2 separate regions of the Bombyx mori genome follow, and region 2 is linked to region 1. Evidence: chromatin contacts called from public Hi-C data. All regions are on one chromosome and are shown on one strand. The core of a region is the stretch at or near the end of the contact, and the rest is flanking DNA. Distances in the headings are between cores, read along the strand shown. Region 1 holds the start of eIF3i (Eukaryotic translation initiation factor 3 subunit I). Region 2 holds the start of LOC101738448.

Evidence for each region. Hi-C and Micro-C count contacts between places; a contact is called where the count stands out from the background.
Region 2: a Hi-C map of midgut shows a contact between it and region 1, with 1.8 times the contacts expected there. The contact joins the promoter of LOC101738448 here to the promoter of eIF3i in region 1. A contact is called at or near these places in 2 of 7 Hi-C or Micro-C datasets (midgut and an unstated tissue).

The regions. Positions count from the first base shown.
Region 1 is chr15:5,019,962-5,022,709 of ASM3026992v2, forward strand. It overlaps eIF3i (Eukaryotic translation initiation factor 3 subunit I), which reads right to left and starts at 1,356. Exons shown (of 5, transcript NM_001046968.1): 1 at 1,278-1,356; 2 at 926-1,152; 3 at 683-815. The coding sequence starts at 1,280. It also overlaps a transcript of Grf not described here.
Region 2 is chr15:5,167,083-5,170,074 of ASM3026992v2, forward strand. LOC101738448 reads left to right here and starts at 1,674. Exons shown (of 1, transcript XM_004928555.5): 1 at 1,674-2,992. The coding sequence starts at 2,814.

The sequences.
Region 1 (2,748 bases), core at 106-2,605:
ACATAATACTTTATATCTTAATTGTTATCACAGGATATACAAAATTATAATACTAGTTAGTAAAAACTTACTGTATATGTATATAGGAAACACATTAAGGGTTAAAATAGAGATTCCCAAGAGTTGATATTGTCTACCTAAGCACACTATAATTTAACCGACTCCAAAGTTTCAGTTCAGTTTGAAAAAGGGTATTTCCTGCTCAAAATATTTTGTGATTTAAGTTAAAGGGTATTAAATTTACAAGTGAGCCTTTCGGTAATAATAAATTTTAAATGTCTGGAGCATAATAAAAAAAAACAAAGTGAAATGTCAGCATAAATGACACTTGTACTGTCAACAAATCTTAGTTTAAAGAAATACAAGGTATGTAGGAATTACTCTTGAATACTAAGTTGTAATCATTAATTGACGGATATGTTAAAGAACAAAAAATAAGATTTTTTTTAAGGCATGGCCCTCAATAAACCACTTTGAAGTGAAGCAGACAAGTTCACATTGTGGTTTAATAGAGAATGAAAGTTCTGAAACGGAAACAACTATAATAATATTTATGCTTAGCTTTGCATACAATTTTACTTTTCTTCTAATGTTAAAGTTGCCAGTCATAATATCCATTAGTCTTTCTCATCCTCAATTCATGTTTCTCTATTTAAATAAAATGTATATACTATGTAATTACCTCACAAGGGTGTCCCATAGCTTTGTCAGTGGTATAAGCAGCTTGATATGCACTATAGCTGAAGTTGCATGTTCTTACAGAAGAGTTGGATTTGAGTGTTGCAATATTCTTGCCTGTCTCCAGATCCCATAACCTGTGCATCGTTTAGTGTTATCAACAGCCTACTCATCTTTGAGCAAACAACATGAAAAAAGAATGCAATTTTCAACACTTTATTTGTTTATAATATACTGAGGATAATACCTGCAGGAACTGTCGCCACCACCTGTGATGAGATTAATTGACTGCCAGTCGACGTCAAGGCACCATATTACACCACCGTGGCCGTTGAAAGTGCCAAGACGTTCGCCGTTCAGTGACCACCAAACATTTGGTTTTGAATCTTTAGCGGCGGAGAAGAGCAAGTCACCCTCGCGGTTATATTTGATCTGTGTGATGGCACGCTGGTGCCCTTGCAGCATAAGAGGTTTCTGGAATTACATGAGTAAGTAATTTACCTAATTTATAGTCATAGCTATGTTTGTGATTGAATTTGTTTGATATTTCACACAATAACTTTGGAGGCATTAAAATTTTGTATAAGAGTGTTATTTACCATGTTTAGAAAGTATTTTATTTAATAGTTTATTATAAATCACAATAAAAACGATGTGGTGACATGTGGCAGGCGGCGGACCTTTTGACAGAAGATTTTTTTTTCTTAATTTTTATTTAGCCTTCGCTTGGCGCATAGTTGAGCTCTATAGCCTATGGTAAATTTTTATAGGATGTTATGACCTGGTAACTAAGACCTTTAGGTCATGTCTTATTTTAATTTATATTCTTATTTTTATGAAAAATGATAATATGGAGTGAAATGAAATGAAATTAAATTAAATGAGATGAGATGATATGGGATGAAATATAATCTCAGTAAAATGGTGTCATTTACTAAGATTTTTTCAGTGGACTTTTTGGAGGATCCCGTATTGCTACGTCTAGCGGCTTTGTTTCATTTTCCCACATTTGTGCACTTTCGCAGATATTAAACAGTTAATAAACCACCGTTATTACACACTGAAACCTGAAGAAACACTAAATAGAGAAAATAAAACCAATCACACAACTTCACTCCTCGCGTTCCCGCCAAAAAGTCCATACATTTAATTTAGTTACAATCATAGATTATACACTTAATATTTGAGAATTACAATAAAATTCTGGTCGTACGTGCACGTGTTGTACATCAAAAATTCTTCGCTCTGAATCTAGTTTTTATTGAAGCTAGCACCTCTTTTTTTTCTCTTTTCTTTTTTCCTACCTATGGTATATCCTTGCTATAGCCTTGAAAAGCTATTTCAGCTTCATCCTAACATATAGGTGAGCTCACGGGGATCAAACCGGAAGTGTTGCTAACACTGGCCCTAGCAAGAGCAGTGCTTCGCAGAATCTACCACCGGATCGGAAACGCAACCCACTGAGAAGCTCCGACGAGAAACTCAGTGGGCTGTGTCTATGGGCTAATTCACTCGTCGAGCCCATCGTCGCAAGCGACGGGTTCAACGAGGATGGTGACCGGTTCTAGCACCAAAATACAGTCCACGCTCTAAAAATAATGCACCCACAGTCCAAAGTTAGGTTTGAAATATGTCCACTTGCAAGATTTCTTGAAATGTTCGCTAGTACAATTCGGGTTGATCGATACTGTGATCTCCAAACATTCTCAAAGCTAACCCCGATGTTTCCAGGAAATAACTGATTTTTCGTTTGACGCTATAAAAGACGGATAAAAAATAAAACATTTTCAACAATATTTGACATACATTTTATTTTCTTAAATTAATAACCATTGATTTCCAAGAGTACAACTAAAAAACAAATTAAAGTACAAACACGTTATGCGTTGCTAACTAAACACAACTGTAGGTAACTTCTCTTGGCAAACCAGTACACTGTTTTTGACTAACATCCGGCGCACCACTCGAACGAGACAAACGAGAGACAAAACTCACAATCAATAGTCACTACGCACTTAACTTGGTCGTATAACAAACAGCCTTTATTAATCCATCGAGAATAGTACAGCA
Region 2 (2,992 bases), core at 424-2,923, 150 kb after region 1:
AGCCTAAGGGGCTATTCCGGCTTCACACGAATCAGATTTCTAACGCTGGCCCTAGTATAAGACAACACGCGTCGCATTCAAAAAGCGAACGAAAATAACAAATTCTATACGAGCATGGTGTAGATGAACATTTCGATAACGTTATCCGCTTCATAAGCGTTGCATAATATCGCAATTCACAAAACAAAGCACAAACTCGGGCGCACCGTACACAAACACGTGCGCACACATGCCCGAGATAAGAGCACGGTCAACGACCTCCCGAGGACTAGCGGCTGAAATCTTTTATAGTCCCCGAAGGTAAGATGTTTTTAAAAATAAACGAACGATACTTAACATAAATCAATTATGTTCGGATAGTGCTTAGCTGTGGATCTATTGGAAGATGAATCAGAAGGAATAGTTTGTCTATTATTAATCTAATTTAAGACGTAATAAATAGGTTTTCAGCTAAATATGAAGATATTTAATTCTTTAACACGATTTATAGGTGATATCGATATTACAATGGGACTTAATATTTGTTCTAGTGTATTTTAAAATTGGCAGCAAAAAAATATGTAAATCGATTAGCTGAACCGATTATTCAATAAAAACCTTTTCAATTCTCAACAAAAAAATTAAGTTAGTGTTATTCATCCGAATTTTAATCAGTTGATCGATCAATAAAAATGCATTTAATTTTATTCATAAGTACATTAAGTACCTACCTTTATATTTATTTTCAATTTTTTTATCGTTAAATTCAATTCAATTTTTTTAAAGCTGCAAATAATAAACGCGAGATTAAAACGTAAAAACCAGTTTTAATTACGTATAAGATTCGGAAAAACCGAGGAAATTTACGTAACTTACGTAAGCTTACTCGCGTTCGCGTTAAAAAACAGCTTAAAGAACGACAGATTTGACATCAGCCGTAATATCATTGGAAGCCGAGAACAAAGACAATGGCGCCTGGTTATTGTTTAGAATAGCTACAGCTCTGGCGGAACAGCGACCTGGTCTTGAATGGAGTGAAAGTGCCTTCGGATACTTCCTGGCACGTGGAAAGTGAACGTTCATGAGCGCCTAGACTCGGTCCTGGCGCATAGCCGCAGAACATTTTACGTACAGAACGCTTAGTTGTTGAATACGTTACACATTTGTTTAAAGTGTTACAAATAAAATTTAAACGTAAAAAAAACATCCTACGAGTAAACGTCGAACTATGATAAGCCCAAATTCAAAACTGTTATGGCTAACTATACGATTTAATTAACTTCATATCTTCATATCAACCCACAATTTCATGATAATTATAGATTTTCCAATAGTACTCGAATAGTACTAGAATCTGCATAGAGTCCGAATTTAATGATAATAAATAATATAATGACTTGACAAAAATAAATAATTGACAAGTAGAGATAAAAAAAGGTACAGAGTTGTATTTTTTTTTTTTTTTTTTTTTCTTTGTAATTAATACAGAAATTCTTGCTGTATGCGTCTAAGCTAACGCCAACGTCCGATAGATAGCATCTCACGTTTGTTGTTAATGAAAAGAAAGTCACTTGGAAATATTTGCATGTAAATAGACACAATTATAATGAAATTCACAATTTAAAAATAAACTAGACGAAGGCATAGATGTTGAAAAGAGAGTTGGCAGTGAATTTATTTTGTTAGAACTTTTTTTTTGTGATTGAAAGATTACTGGTGGCCCGAAGGCCTTTCCAGTTTCACCAGGACAGGTGGGCGAGCAAAGGCTCAGCTAGGAGGGGTGGGATTTGCTAACAACTGCCCGAGCGCCTCCGAAGGAGACCTAGCAACTCAAGAGCAATTGCTTCGCGAATGAATCTACTACCGGATCGGAATCGCGACCCGCTGAGAAGATCCGGCGAGAAACTCAGCGGGCTGATGCACTACAAACAGTGAGATTGCTTGAATTAATGCTACTGGAACTAGTCATACTAAAGCGATTAACAGAATTGAAGTTCATTAACGTTAATGACATGCCATCGGTATAGTAAAACTGACACTTCGTTATAAATCTTTATTAAAATTGTCTCAATAAATAAATAAAACAAGTAGGTAACACTAGTTTGCTGTCGACTTATAATCATTTTGAATGATACTTAGATCTAATTCATATGATTACGGTTAGCCATTCATTACCTCGATTTTGATAAAATAAAATTCATACCAGAATCAGTAGAGGTTAGACCAGCGGAATTCAACAATTGGAAGTAGCTACGAATTCATTGCTGTCAATCGGTTTTGCATCCACATTTGTGGTAGATTCACTTGATTGATTGTTTCCGGAACAATGCATGAGATGTTAAATATTAAGATAGATTCGCCGTCGAGTATGAATGAGTAGAATTATTCAGGTGATGGATGACCGAGGGCGTTCAACCCAAAACGTGGGTCTACGACCGGCCGAGTTTCACACAGCTGATCGCGCCGACCTGCGTCACCCTGCACGATGGAAGCTAATAAATATTTTGAAATTTTCAGACACCGTTACTCATTTAAAATTTATAGAAATCACGTTCGTATTGATACGAATTTTTTAAAGTCACGTTTCCACAGAAGATCTCTTTCTGATTAGAAATGCCTGCACGGCAGATATGACTGGTGCCAGATTTATAGACACTTGTTCATATTTCTTGAAGCCATAGTGAAATGATAGGTGTCAGTGGCATTAAAAAAACGTCATAATTGTCAAAATATGGCTGCTACGCATATTTTTTTCTAAATTGTGGTTTTATCAAGAGTATTTCTATTTATTTCTTTATTCCTACTATTCGTTATTGCCAAATACAGTCGAGAGAATGGTACATCAAAACTATGGACCTGACACAAGTCATGAGGAACGCGCCCACCGGCGGCTCCAGATCATCTACGCACGGAAAACTAAGGAAAGACAAGTATTCATGCAAGAGCTTAAAGAAATAAGACAAAAGAATGACAAGCGTATGCTCAAGAAAGTTAGAGATTCAATTGGACCAAT